Linked DNA regions of Mus musculus: all the other regions are linked to region 2. A link is a contact called in public Hi-C, HiChIP or PLAC-seq and promoter capture Hi-C data. All regions are on one chromosome and are shown on one strand. Each heading gives the region's core, a stretch centred on a gene start, on an enhancer-like site or on the middle of the called end of the contact. The rest is flanking DNA. Distances are from core to core; before and after follow the strand shown. Region 1 holds the start of Hspa8 (heat shock protein 8). Region 2 holds the start of Tbcel (tubulin folding cofactor E-like). Region 3 holds the start of 1700063D05Rik (RIKEN cDNA 1700063D05 gene). Region 4 holds the start of Cbl (Casitas B-lineage lymphoma). Region 5 holds the start of Ubash3b (ubiquitin associated and SH3 domain containing, B).

Region 1 (2,700 bases), core at 34-2,533, 1.7 Mb before region 2:
GAGCTGCACTCCCTGCCTATTTGAAAGGACGCGTGGAAAGTGCTAGAGAGCCGGGTGTGACGAGGCCCGGAACGCCCAGCCTCCAGGCACTGCGGTTTCAGAGTCTAAGCACTCGCTCCGGCCATTGGCTCAGTCACGTTTTCAAGGACTCAGCGCGGCCGGGCGTTTAATTTTTGGTAAAAGTCAAGTCAGGAGAGACATTACCTCATGTTACTGAAAATAAAAAGGTCGCGATCACTCTATCAAGGACACGGGGCTGCCGGAAACCAGGAATGCCAGTGCCTAGCTCACCCACAAAGGGACAAAAAACATTTATCTTTCGTACATTTATTCCATTAACTGATGAGTCTGGTGGAGCAGAGAGGGGACAGAGGTCACGCTGTCCCCTGTGGGACAGCGGAGGTGGGGAGGGGCGTTCGGCTCAGGGGTAAGCAGAGAGGACTGGGCCATTTCTTTGATAGAGGATCACAAACGATCCTGGGGACATGTGGCGAGCCAGGCAGATCGAGCCTCCGCACTGGGGGGGGGGGGAATCGAGGTGTCCCATTTTGTGGGGGGTGAGGGGTGGGGAAAGCCAGCGAGATAGCGCGGCGGCTTAGCCTCCCACAAGCTGGCAGCACGAAACAAGAAGCCTAGCAGTGCTCCTTAGTCTCAGGCTGGGGTGGACCAAGCCCGAGGCCGGGAAACCGCCGGGCTCAGGGAGAAGGACCGAGGGTCGTGTGGGGGAGGGGCGCAACAACCTTCGCAGCCATTTTGTCCTCGCCCCACTTCCGTCTTCTCTTCCCGGACTCCCCCTCCCTCAGGCTCTTCTCTCAGGCAGCCCGGGGTCCCAAGAGGTAGGGATCCGGCCGAACGCTGCTCTCATTGGTCCGTCGCGGAGGTACCCGCCTTCCTCCCAGGGCATCCTTCCGCCCCCTCCCGCCTGCGCTGCCGGGTCGCGCACGCGCACTCGCCGGCGACCCTCTCCCCTCCCCCAGCAGCTCTGAGTGACAGAGGACTCCCGCGCGCGGGCTCCCGGCGCCCCGCCTTCTCCGCTCCCCCCGGGCCGTTCCCAGAGCGGGGGCGAGCGTGAAAGTTCCAGAACGCCGCGGTCGTGCGTCATCGCGAGGCGGGGCGGGGAGAAGGCGGGACCTAGGCGAGCGTTCTGGCTCTTCATTAGTGCAGTCGGCAAGGGCTGGTCGTCCATTGGCTAAGAAGCTATGATCGGCAGCGGGATGGGGCGGCACCCTTCTGGAAGGTTCTAAGACAGGGTATAAGAGAGAGGGAAGCGGGCGGAAACCGGTCTCATTGAACGCGGAGGCAGCTGCCTGGCATTTGTGTGGTCTCGTCGTCAGCGCAGCTGGGCCTACACACAAGGTGAGGCATGGGACTCGGGGGTTTGCGGGGGTCCGGGGTGGTGCAGGAGTCCCGGGGAGTCTCTTAGGCGGCGGCTGCAGCTCAGGCCGTCACCACCAGGGACAGAGACTGCAGCAGATCCGGAGGATGGGCTGAGTCAGGGCGGCGCCGCCATGGCCTTGTGGCTCCGCGTGGCGGGGGAGGGGAGCCACAGGCGCCCTGGTCTTTTTATCCTGTCTGTGACTTCAAATATAAGGCTTCTGCCCGGCGCCCACAGGGCAGGGCCCCCCGAGGTGGGAAAGGGGGATCCTGGCTCCCGCGGTGCGCGGTCCGGGTGGGGGGGGTTCGGGGGGCGCTCGGAGGTGGCCACGTGCTCCACCATTGTCGCAGACCTTTAGGACAGATGGTTCCTTGAGCCTTGGGCGGGCTGTGCCAGGCTTGGCACAGACCACCTATACTGCAGCACTGCTGCCACGAGCCTGCCGCGTGGCTTCAGGTGATAGGTCTGGGTCACCAAGTCCAGACCCACTGCGGACTGGATAAAAGCCGGAAAGCGAGTGCTTAGCCCCCCTCCTTTTTTTTTCTAATAGCAACCATGTCTAAGGGACCTGCAGTTGGCATTGATCTCGGCACCACCTACTCCTGTGTGGGTGTCTTCCAGCATGGAAAGGTGGAAATTATTGCCAATGACCAGGGTAACCGCACCACGCCAAGCTATGTTGCTTTCACGGACACAGAGAGATTAATTGGGGATGCGGCCAAGAATCAGGTTGCAATGAACCCCACCAACACAGTTTTTGGTAAGTCGCCAGCATCTTTGTGCCACTAGCATGAGTAAAAGGGCTGGGGGGCAGGGCATTTGGAATGTAGAAACAGATCTGCCTTAATAACTGCAGCCTGAGATTGCAACTGTTTAAATATGACAATATAAGGCCACAAGATTTTAAATATGGGCCTTGGCTTCCTGCACTAGAGATTACGTCCATCTAGATGGGTGCTGCAGGTTTTTGTTTTCTGTTTTTTTGGTTTTTTTTTTTTTTGCAGTGATAGGCACTAAGGAGTGTGATGAGGTATGTTTAATATTTTACAGATGCCAAACGTCTGATCGGGCGTAGGTTTGATGATGCTGTTGTTCAGTCTGATATGAAGCACTGGCCCTTCATGGTGGTGAATGATGCAGGCAGGCCCAAGGTCCAAGTGGAATACAAAGGGGAGACAAAAAGTTTCTACCCAGAGGAAGTGTCCTCCATGGTTCTGACAAAGATGAAGGAAATTGCAGAAGCGTACCTCGGAAAGGTGGGTTTTTTTTTTAACAGGTGCCATTTGAGATGGGTGTTACCTTTATGTTTAATTCACACATTCTGA
Region 2 (2,700 bases), core at 171-2,670:
AAGCTCAGCACTGGAGAGGCTGGGACAGAAAGAATACAGAGAGTAGCAGGCCAGCCTGGGCTACCCAGTGAGGTCAAGGCCAAGAGAATCTGTATCATAAAGCCACTACTTTGTAAAAACCTTTCATTCGTGTGTGTGTGTGTGTGTGTGTGTGTATAGGTGCACAAACTAAATCATAATGCCCTTATCAGTGTGAGGTTTTTGCTTTTTTCCTTAAGTTAGAGCTATGGTTAAAGCCAAAGGACCCAGGCTGACTAAACATCCTTAATCCAGTTCTCTGCTCAAGACGAGCCTATGAGATCCTATCAAGAGCTACAGAGACAGAATACAAAAGGGGCAAGCCTAACCAAGCCTGCTTTGGGCCCCAGGGCCTCCCCCATCTTCCCCCCAAACAGTTTGCTCAAGCACTCTTCGCTCAAGATGGAACCACTGAAATCTATTCAAGAGTTTCTTGATACACAGGCAAAGGCTATACAAAAGCAGAGAGAAGGACAAGTCCCAGCCAAGCTTTTAGCTGGCCTTGAGGTCCTGCCAGTTTCCTTAACAGCCCTAAGGCGGAGCCTACAAACTCCTGTAGCTAAGCAACCTTGGAGTGGGGCTCCTCCTTCCTCCACTGACTGTCAACAGTTCAACTCCTCCAATCAACTTTTCCTCAACTACAACTTCTGCAATTGCTGCCTGTGTCCCTAAGGAGGACGAATCCTCTTCCCTTCTCCAAATCCCAGACTGTCTTCCTAGTAGTTCCAGAAGCCTGTACTCTATTCAGTTTATCACAGATCATTTCGCACCATTACCAAGAAGCTAGGATGGAGTCTCCTGGCAGCCCCCAATCTTAATACGGCTTGGTGCAAAAACATGCTCCCCAAATTCCTAGCAAACTACAAGCTTTAAGCAGTCCAGGAAGGGACAGGCTTAGTGATCCAGGAGTTACAGGGACAGCTGCTCTTTCCCACTAAGATACCAAATCTTACAGATGGGGATACACCCCGAGGACTTGACACGTCCAGTTGTTTTCATCATTTTCCTGATTCAGTGATTCAAAGCTAAGTTTCCCACCCAGGGAGCCGCTTCCATACCCCAGGCCTCAAGGAGGCTGGGAGCATCTGGCTTGCTGCCGCTGTCCAGCCTTCTGCCCTCCATCAGTGCGCCGTCCTCCCAGGATCCCAGGCTTGGCCTCCTACCCCCACAGGTGGAGCATGCCTCGGGCCTCCGGCCCCGGAGGAGGAGCAGCGGCCGGGCTACACTCACCCCTCGGCCCGGGAGGCGGCGGCTCCTCGGGCTGCGCCTCCGCCCGCCCGGCCACCGCGTCGCCGCTCGGCTTCCGGCCTGCTCCAGGCCGGCCCCGGACCGGCTCCACTTCACCTCGACCCCTTCTCCGGCCGCCAGAGCCCAGTGTCCTGCATTGACCCGGAAGCAGCTTTCCGGGGACCCCAACAACAACACGTGACCCCGCCGCACGTGTCACGTCCGCTGCGTGATTGGGAGGGGCCAGAGGAGACGAGCCTCTCAGAGCGAGCTGCGGTTGCCATGGCAACCGGGAATGGTGGCATTCACCTAGAGTGGATCAGAATTACACCCCATCTGCTTGCTTTTCTTACCAGTGCAGCAGGGGAGCAACCAACCACAGGTCCAAAGACCGATCACCTACAAGAGAAGCATCCTTGGAGAAAGGAGCCCTGGACGAACGTGTCCAAACACACCTGCAATCTTGGCCTGACTCAGTGTAACCCTACTTGTGATCACTACCTGTCTTTGACTTCACAGGCCTCATCTATAAAATGTCCTGTACGATCTCTATACTTCATATACATCTAGGCGTAGGGGACAGTTTGACCTTCGTTCTGTGCCCCCTCTAGTCCCGAGGCACCTGAAGCTCCCAAACACTAACAATTTACAATTTTCACCTATTGTGTGTGCTTTACAGCCATAGCCAATAAATACATGAGATTAAAAAGAAAGAAAGAAAGAAAGAAAGGAAAAAAGGAAGGAAGAAAGAAGAGAAAAGAAAAGAAAGGAAAGGAAAGGAAAAGAAAAGAAAAGAAAAGAAAAGAAAAGAAAAACACACAAAACATAACCCACAAACCTCCTAAAGGACATATTTTGTAGAATTGAAAATTGAAGTTTGGGGAGTCAAATGATCTGCTCATGACCACCTACTTAGCCAAAATGACATGGCTGAGACTTGAAACCAGGTCAGGCTGGCTCCAAAGAAAATATGCTTCACACCAGGCCACGCATAGCCCCGGCTCCGAAGCCTCACACTTGGCTGTTAGGTTGTTTGCTTTTGTGCCCACGGAATAGAGATGGTGCAGGCTGATCCCGAGGAGGAACCAGCCATGCACAGATATGTGAATGGAAAGTCTAGGAGTTGAGGAGAGTTCCATGCCCAGTGTCAATCTGTGTGTGTCCAGGAGGATGTGGGGGTTGCCACAAACATGCACATGTGTATACTGGCTCCCAGAAAGAGGAAAACAAAAATTCTTACCAACCTCAGGCCCTGGGGACTTCAATTGATTCTTCTGTCTTGTCCCATAGGCAGGACTTAGGCTGGAGAGAGACTTGAGAAGGACCTGGTTAAGAAACACGTTCTGAGGTCTATGGGTCAGGCAGTGGCTTAGAGTACTCTTACGCGATTGCCTCCTGCCCAGAAAAGCACTTTGCTGACACCTTAGGAGGGACTAGAGATATTGGCAGGACCAC
Region 3 (2,700 bases), core at 143-2,642, 1.3 Mb before region 2:
ACCCGTAATGAGATCTGATGCCCTCTTCTGGTGTGTCTGAAGACAGCTACAGTGTACTTAGATATAATAATAAAATCTTAGAAAGAAAGAAAGAAAGAAAGAAAGAAAGAAAGAAAGAAAGAAAGAAAGAAAGAAAGAAAGAAAGAAAGAACTGGGTGATTCTAGGATAAGAAGCTTGGCTGTATGGGAAATGTAGTTGAAGATGAGCCTGGGGTTGAGATGGTGGAGCACTGCTTTCTCGGCTTCTGCTTCAGTCCCACCGGCAACATCTGTCCTTTTGATGATGGACAGTGACCTACAAGTTAAAATAAACCCTTTCCTCCCCAACTCATTTTTGGTCCTGGTGTCTATCACAGCAACAGAACGTTACGCAGAACACTGACTGGGACTCCAGTTGTCACTACACAGTAATATTGCAGGGTAACTTCAGGGTTAGCTGGTGCTGATATAGGGTAAGTCTGGCAAAGGTCTACAGCAAGCTCTGCAATCTGTGAGAAAGGAGTCTTGTACTAGTTGCTCCTTGTGTCTGAGGCCTAGTGGAACATGTAAGCCATACATGGTCTCGGGGTTGGTTTAGAGGACTCTTTGACCAAGAATAACAGCATTAGTGAGCTGACACAAAGGGATCCAGGGAATAATCTCTAAGAATGTGAGAAGCCAAGCAGGTGGGCACCGGCAAGACCCAAGATTTGGGTTCAAACTCTGCCCCCTTGTGGAGAACAGGCTTTATTGAGGGAGAGCTGGGGCAGGGATGGAGGCTGTGACTCTGGATGCGGGGGTGGGGGTGGGCTCAGGACACTGAAGCAGATTAGGGGCTAACACATTTACTATGATTGTTACTAGCACCATGGACAGACAGAGGGTGGCAGCAAGGCAGGGGCTTCTGAGAGAGTTCATGTCCCAGCATCAGGGATAAACAGCATAGTGGGGTCTCTGAAGAGAAGCAGAGCCCACTTGGTAGAATCCACTTCTTTCAGCTCTTGGGGATGTGGAAAGTTCACACCAAGAGCCTGCAGCCAGGCTGCTTGGTACCCAGGTAGGAGCCTGGGAAAGAGATGGTGAAAAGGATTGGCACAACTTTTGATATAAACTTACTTCCCAGGTGAGGTGCCTCAAGGAAAGCCCAGCTAGCTTAGAATTCACAAACAGTGTCCCAGCAGGGTGCCTGCCAGTGTCCCTGAATTGGCCTGAGCCAGGATGTAGTCTAACCTTACAGTCTTAAAGAGCTAAGCATCTGCTGTAGGAAATCCAGGGCCCAAGGACTCTTAGGAGTCCAGTCTAACGGCTTTTATTCTGTTTCCCTCAATGGCTGCATCATAGAGGAGTTTAGCTATCAGGCTGCACTGAAAATTCCAGATTCTGTGAGACTGGGTCACAATCAAGAAGGTCCTTAGTTGTAGTTTGTTGTCTTGCTTGGGTCCCTGCAGTTAAAACAAGATGCTCCTCCCTAGGTTATTATAAAACCCAGCAACTCGACCTCCCGTAAGGAGATCTGGGCTTTCAGAGGAGAAGCTGTGTTTCTATATGATGTCAATGTTTGAAGAGTTTGGACAGTGTTTGAGCTGAAGTGAGTTTAGGTTACAGGCTAATAACTCACTTTATGTACAGGAGGAAGAAATGGAGATGCCCGTCTATTTAGGCGGGGCTGTCCCAAGCGTGGAAGATGGGTGGAAGATGATTTGCATGAATGCTGGGTAGCATGGGCAGAGGAGCGATTTCCCAGCGTTGACTTAATCCTTGGTTTGTTTTTTATTTTCAGCCTTTTAACCCTGCTCTGCTCTTTATGAAACTGTGTGTCACAATGTTAGTCCACTCTGGCCTTAAACTTGATCCTTCAGCCCCAGCATCCCAAGTCCTGGGATTATAGTTAAGTTTCTCCACACCAGGCGTCCCAGTGATTTCAATAGATGAGCAAATTTGGGAGTCAATGAAATGGGAGAAAGACCCGTGTCATAAGGCATCGTAGAACGTCATTACTGCCGCCCCCGCGTCTAATTGCCGAGGACAAAGAGGGAGAGAGCTACTCAAGGTAGACATTGGAGAGAGCAGAGGGAGAGAATGACTGTATTAGGGATGTACAGTAGGGGGTGGGAGGGGCAACTGAGAAAAGGAGAACTCCAGAGATGCGATTCAAGGGAATTCTCTCCCTTCTGAGCAGAAGGTCCTGGGGTGCCCTAGCAGACAGCGGAGCATTAGAAAGGGCACAGCACTCCTGGACATTTTGCTGATGTTGTATAGCGACTGCATTGCAGGGCTGTCCTGGGAATATTTCTGTGCTGGAAATACGCCCCAGCCCCCGTTTGTTGTTGTTGTTTTATTTTGTAAATAACTAAGAGAAGAGAACTCCGTTGTTTTGCCAGATGGGATTCATTCGTTAGGTACAATTTATTCTTTTACTGTCACATAAACCCAATTCTAAGCATTCAGTCTGTGTGCAACTGTGACTGGGCCCTCCCCTAGAAAATTGTGCTGCTCTTGCTTAGAGAGAACATGTCTGCTTCCTTCTTCAAAGCTTTCCCTTGAACCCCAGGCTTCCAGCTGGAGGACCAGTGCCTGGGAGCTCTAGAGAGAAAACCCAAGGCTGCCCAGGATTCCTTCCGGAACGCGTCATTGTCAGGAAAAAGAGAGGGCCTTGATGTTAGACACAGACAACTCCTGGGGAGGCGGAGGTGAGGAGTTCTCACCGTGTCGCCAAAAGGA
Region 4 (2,700 bases), core at 74-2,573, 1.8 Mb after region 2:
CTCCGGAGGAAATAACACCATTCACTTACATGCCGGGGCCTCCTAATCACATTTATCTGCAGTAGGAATGTTGAAAAAAATAATAACTGTGGTAAGAGTTAAGGAAACAGAGCACTGACTTCCAACAAAATGTTAAGACAAGATTGTGTATTCACGTTTAAGTACTGGGGCCAACTACAAGACTACATTATACAGGCTCAACTGTAAGGAAGTAAGATTCTCCTGATTGACAGACTTAAAGGGCTAACCATAGGCAACCCCACCCCCGCACCTGATTTTATAATGGCTATCAAAGGGGTCTTAAATAATAAGCAGGTAGGCCCGTTACAAAAATCAAACACTACAGCCCAGCGAAAAGCACCGAGAGCAAGCAGGAAGTTCTGTAGAAGTCAGACTATTAATTCAGCACGCTCAGTCAGTCCACCTTTCGAAAGATAATGGTTCTAACCAGAACTTGTGGTTTAACCAGTGCCTATCTCAGCAGCAGCGATGGATTACATCCAACACTTTGCAAGACAAAAACTTAAGCCATCCTTAGCGGAGAAGGGAAGTTCCTTCCTTCCCTGCCCCCATTTAAACCCACCTCTTTTTCTTTGATCTGTGTGCTACATCTTAATGAGAAAAAACTATAAGCTCACCCTGACCGCAGTCAGCCGGGCCGCCTCCTGAACCCAAGTCCCTCACCCAGGGCGACTCCTCTTCCAAACCCGGAGCCGTAGCCGGCAGATCCAACACACATCCCACCCCCAGCACCCCAGGCCCACCTCCCGGGGCTCACTCGACGACCCACATCCCCAAGCTCCGCACCCCCATCGCACTTCCGCCCGGGTGGCGCGGTGACCAGCCCTCCCCCAGCCCCCACCCCATCTTTGTCTGGCTCCCCCACACCTCAACGTTCCCAACTGCCAACGGCAGCCCTCCCTGGCGCCCCACCGCCCACGCCCACCCGGCGCCGCGCGCGCCCGCAGGCCGCTCACCTTGTCCATGAGCTTCCAGCACTTCTCCACCATCTTCTTGTCCACCGTGCAGGGAGGGTGCGGGCTGAGGTGGTGGTGGTGGTGGTGCGGCTGGAAGGCGTCCTTCATGAGCCCGATCAGGCCGCCCGCTCCCGAGCCCCCAGAGCCGCCGCCGCCGGCGCCCGAGCTCTTCTTCACGTTGCCGGCCATGGCCAGCGGAGGGTCGGGAGCCCGCTCGGCCGCGAGCGAGGGAATGGAGCCGGGCGAGAAGGAGGGGCCTCTCCGGCAACCACCGCCGGCGCTCGCAGCCCAGGGAGTGAGAGGGAGGCGCCCGCCCTGAGGCGCGCCCCTGCGCGGGCGCGAGCGCGGCCGGCGCAACGCGGGGGCGCGCGCCGGAGACGGGCAAGCACGGCACGCCGCGGCGACCCCCAACGCGCGCACGAGCTCGCGTGCACCCGCGTGCCCCGCGGCTCCCGGAAAGCCTCGACCAAGTTTCCGCGCCCACTGCTCCCGCCCTGACCCACTGGGACGGGCGGGGCGGAGCCCAAAGAAAACTCAGTGCCTGCGCCCTCTGCTGGAGAAGAGAGGAATGGAAGGAAAGAGGTGGGGTCCAAGGTAGAACCTGCGCACTAGGCAGAAGAGAAGCCTGGCCGTCCATGTTCGTTGTGGCCTGGGCTTGTTGCCTCCGGGAGTTGAGTCATGGCTGTGCTCGGATTAAGACGGGTAGGGATGGAAGGAGTCTTCTAAATGTGGATATTGAGCTTCGAGTTATCTGCCTCATCTTGTGGAAAGATGGAAAAAGAAAGCCAAAGTTCGTTTTCTTCCCCTTAGTGTTTTTATTTTTGTGGTGATTGGAATTGAACCTACGACCTCACACATCCTAGACAAGTACCCCACCTTGAGCTATATCCCTATTCCACCATCTTGTTTCACCATGTAGCCCTGGCTGCCTTGGAACTCGCTGTGTAGACCAGGGTGGCTCTGAACTCACAGAGATTCACATGCCTCTACCTCCCGAGCGCAGGGATTAAAAATCGCCTTGGTATTTATAACCCTCAAAGGTTGGGAATTCAGTTGCTGCAGCTTTTTGCAGACTAAGTCACATAAAGGTTTAAGGTTAAGGACACTCGCGTCTCACGCGCTTCTTCCAGACTTTTTAACCTTTTTAAAACAAGTAACTTCCTTTTGATCTTTTTCTTTCTGAAGAGCAATTCCTTTTCTGGGAACTGAATATGTACTTTAAAGATATTCTATTGCTCAGCGGAATGCGCTGGCGGCACGAGGCCCCGCCCACAGAGGCTGTGAGCCACTTGCATGGAGGGAACAGAAATTCAGCTCCCGGACACCTTCACTTCCCTAATCTTCAGACTTCACTAGAAGTACTTTGAAAATAGGAACTTCTTTTCCAAAGAAGAAGAAAGTACCCAACCTTGGTTTGCTAATATTTTTTTAGCTCCAAAACCATTTGGTGACATTAAGTACTCAGTTCTGCCACCAAGCCTTTGGCTGGTAGGTTGTTGAACTTGTCCAGTACTTGAAGAAAGAAAACAGTCTCTGAACACCAGAATTATTCAGTCCCACAACTTTGGGTTGCAAATCAGTCATTTTTTTTTTTTTTTTTCGAGACAGGGTTTCTCTGTGTAGTCCTGGCTGACCTGGAACTCACTCTGTAGACCAGGCTGGCCTCGAACTCAGAAATCCACCTGCCTCTGCCTCCCAAGTGCTGGGATTAAAGGTGTGCGCC
Region 5 (2,700 bases), core at 80-2,579, 1.3 Mb before region 2:
ATACTTTTGAGCACCCACAGCTTTCTGCGCTGCCGTCACCACTGACGAGAACCCTGGTCCCCTGGAGGAATCACTTCTTCCCATTCCATCCTCTCTTATCAATGAACACGCAGCGACACCCACGCTCCCGCTCCTCCCACTCCGGAGGGAGCCGGGAGCTCAAGAGCGACATCCGGAGCTGGAAGCCTCTGCAGCGGGGGCGCCGGCCACCCTGCCCCGCTGCCCCTCGCCTTTCGCCAGCCACCAGTAGACCGACCCCTAACCTCCGCTCCCAAACAGCTCACCACTCTGGATGGATAAGGGATCCAAGTCCTCCAAGGGACCCGCCTCTCCCGGGCTTAATATAAGAGACCTCTGGGGGAGCGCGCGCGAACCGCCCAGAGCTACCAGCGAAACCCGGGATTCGAACCTGATACCCCGGCCGTCCAGCATCCCCAAGCAATCCCCTAGCCCGACACTCCCGCCGCCAGCGCGCCCATCGTGTTCCCCTAAGCAGGTTTCAGGCAGCGCCAGGATGGCGAGCCGGAGCGAAGTCGAGGGTCGCGGGGCCCAGGCGGGTGACTTACGCGCGGGCGCGGGGAAAGCCCATGGACAGGAGCACGTCCAGCGCCGACCCATGCTTGACTGTGCCCGGGCGCTGCAGGCGGTCCCTGCGCGGGGTGACTTTGCTGTACAGCTCCTCGCGCGCGGCCATGCCGAGGGCTGGGGTCGCGGTGCCGAGTGCCCGCTCAGTGGCCGCCCATCGCCCGCGCGCCGGGGACTGGGGGTCCGGGGAGGACGGTGGGGGCGGTGCTCCCAGATCTCCGGGCGGAGACTGACGCTTCCTGGAGAGGCCACTGGAGCTCGGCGCGGGCCGGTGGCTGCTGCGGGTCCGACCTCAGCCCGCGGGGTCCCGGAGTCCCAGCGTTGCGCCGCTGCAGCCTTCTCTGTCCTCCGCCCCACCAGCTTCTCCTCCCCGAGCTGTCCGGGAATTTGCAATGAGTAATTTTTGAATGGATCAAAAAGGAAAAGCAGCCTTGTGGGCAGGCCCTGCCTTGCCTGCGCCGGGCCCCGCCCCTCTCTTAAAGCGCCCGCGCCGGCCCAAGCTGGGCTGGCTGGATTACAGCCAGCCATAGTAGGAATTGCTTCTAGACAGAAGGTCTCCAGAAGTAGGCCAGTGTGCTTGGATTCGCAGAGCCGTAGCTCTGCCCTTGGCTTGCATATCGATCCATCTGGGCCTCCGGGCTTCAGAATAGCCCATTTCACGTTTCATTTGATCATTGGCGAGGTCAGTAATGGAAACCCTCTGCACGGATGGAGGAGAGGTCCAGAAGGCTAAGCCATAAGACCCGGGAAAAGGTGTCACTTCAAATTGATCTCGCTAAAGTTACAAAGTTGTTACATCACTGTAGGCCGAGTACCTCACAGCCCTCAGTGACTGACTGGACAGCGACTTCTGGAAAAGGGCCTCTGATTCTTGGAAATGGAAGGACCTGAGAGGGCAAAGGCCAGGAAGGAAGGGAGAAGAGAAAGGGGAAGAAAAAAGGGAGGGGAAGCAGAGAAATGAAAGGCTAGGAGCTAGAAGGAGAAGGAACAGAGAAAGGACACTAATTATAGCACTTCCGAATGGAAAGAGCTGACTTTCATGAGTGAGTGCGCACCCTGTCTATAAAAGGGTTCTGAGTCGGGAGTCGGGATCCCTGCTGCATAGGAGCCACAAGTGAGCTCCCACCCCCACCCCAGTAGGACCAGCAACCTCCACCTCAAAGAACAGAAGTCATTACTGCTGTTGCCTGTTAAAGCTTGATCACCTGGAGACAAAGGCATTGTTCTCAATCAAGAACCAATCCCATTTGGTGTAATAGAAGAGGCACAGATCTTCTTTCGGGGTGGGGGGGTGGGGGCGGGGGGAGTGATGATGATGATGATGACGACAATGATAATACCTAATGTTTATTGGATCCATTTGTGTGCCCATGATTGTGCTGAGCATAATGGCTGAATTAACTCATGGGCCTTTTATGGCGCCCTTGAGGATGCCTACCTGTATAGCCTCGTTTTTTTAGAGATGAGAAAATTCAGCTCAGAGGGACAGAGGAAAACTGAAGAGCTCCAGCGTGAAGAGATGGAACTTTGACTCCCCGTGGTGCCCCGAACAGGTCACCTCTTCCCCCAAATGGGTTACCTCTACCCCCAACATCCTCGTAGTCCCATCTATACAGGGGTAGTCGGTAGCTCCAGATTCCCCAGGCACTAAAGCTCTTTCCTGCTTGCCTACTTAGAGTGCAGGGAAGGGGGAGGAGGGTGACCAAGATGGATAAAGCCCTCGCCATAGCTTTAAATGTTGCTTTATAAGGCACCCAAGAAAATGAAAGTTTAATCCCCTGACCTCCCATCCTCCACTGGTGTTTCTTCAGAGTATCCGTGGCATTTGGAAGTGGGAAGGTGAGACAGAGGAAGCCTGGGTAGGAATTTGCATATTTCTGCCTAGTGTTATGAAAGAGACCAAGGGCAATTCACATTTCCTAGGTGGGGGAGTTTCTTCTTCCCAGCAGAGGAAATGTCTAGCTAAGGCAGTGGTTGGAAGCAGCTTAGAAAACCATAATCCATAGACTAGCCTCCTTGGGATGTGTTCAGGAAAGTCTACTGGACAGTACCCAGCATTCTAAAGTCTTTTTTTTTTTTCAGATATCTGGGCTTGAGCCAGATGATCTGGATTTC

Evidence for each region. Promoter capture Hi-C pulls out the DNA fragments that hold promoters and counts their contacts. A called contact is a pair of places that touch in the nucleus more often than the background predicts. HiChIP or PLAC-seq counts read pairs in DNA pulled down with a chosen protein or histone mark.
Region 1: a promoter capture Hi-C map of pre-B cells shows a contact between it and region 2, with 3 times the contacts expected there. The contact joins the promoter of Hspa8 here to the promoter of Tbcel in region 2. A contact is called at or near these places in 1 of 39 promoter capture datasets (pre-B cells), 2 of 484 Hi-C or Micro-C datasets (B cells and CD8 T cells) and 3 of 115 datasets of contacts at active chromatin or transcription factors (extraembryonic endoderm stem cells, regulatory T cell precursor and thymic regulatory T cells).
Region 3: a Hi-C map of regulatory T cells shows a contact between it and region 2, with 5 times the contacts expected there. The contact joins the promoter of 1700063D05Rik here to the promoter of Tbcel in region 2. A contact is called at or near these places in 1 of 39 promoter capture datasets (pre-B cells), 2 of 484 Hi-C or Micro-C datasets (CD4 T cells and regulatory T cells), 1 of 115 datasets of contacts at active chromatin or transcription factors (regulatory T cell precursor) and 1 of 9 other capture datasets (liver).
Region 4: a contact with region 2 is called in a promoter capture Hi-C map of cranial neural crest. The contact joins the promoter of Cbl here to the promoter of Tbcel in region 2. A contact is called at or near these places in 2 of 39 promoter capture datasets (cranial neural crest and frontonasal cranial neural crest).
Region 5: an H3K27ac HiChIP or PLAC-seq map of thymic regulatory T cells shows a contact between it and region 2, with 7 times the contacts expected there. The contact joins the promoter of Ubash3b here to the promoter of Tbcel in region 2. A contact is called at or near these places in 1 of 39 promoter capture datasets (pre-B cells) and 1 of 115 datasets of contacts at active chromatin or transcription factors (thymic regulatory T cells).

The regions. Positions count from the first base shown.
Region 1 is chr9:40,799,993-40,802,692 of GRCm38.p6, forward strand. Hspa8 (heat shock protein 8) reads left to right here and starts at 1,284. Exons shown (of 9, transcript NM_031165.5): 1 at 1,284-1,356; 2 at 1,926-2,135; 3 at 2,426-2,631. The coding sequence starts at 1,931.
Region 2 is chr9:42,470,818-42,473,517 of GRCm38.p6, forward strand. It overlaps Tbcel (tubulin folding cofactor E-like), which reads right to left and starts at 1,421. Exons shown (of 8, transcript NM_173038.5): 1 at 1,249-1,421. All of the region lies in intron 1 of Gm16322 (a long non-coding RNA gene), which reads left to right.
Region 3 is chr9:41,204,763-41,207,462 of GRCm38.p6, forward strand. It overlaps 1700063D05Rik (RIKEN cDNA 1700063D05 gene), which reads left to right and starts at 1,393. Exons shown (of 5, transcript NR_040392.1): 1 at 1,393-1,567.
Region 4 is chr9:44,232,723-44,235,422 of GRCm38.p6, forward strand. Cbl (Casitas B-lineage lymphoma) reads right to left here and starts at 1,324. Exons shown (of 16, transcript NM_007619.2): 1 at 978-1,324. The coding sequence starts at 1,166.
Region 5 is chr9:41,156,733-41,159,432 of GRCm38.p6, forward strand. Ubash3b (ubiquitin associated and SH3 domain containing, B) reads right to left here and starts at 1,330. Exons shown (of 14, transcript NM_176860.6): 1 at 567-1,330. The coding sequence starts at 694. It overlaps Gm35657 (a long non-coding RNA gene), which reads left to right and starts at 1,911. Exons shown (of 8, transcript XR_870644.1): 1 at 1,911-2,700.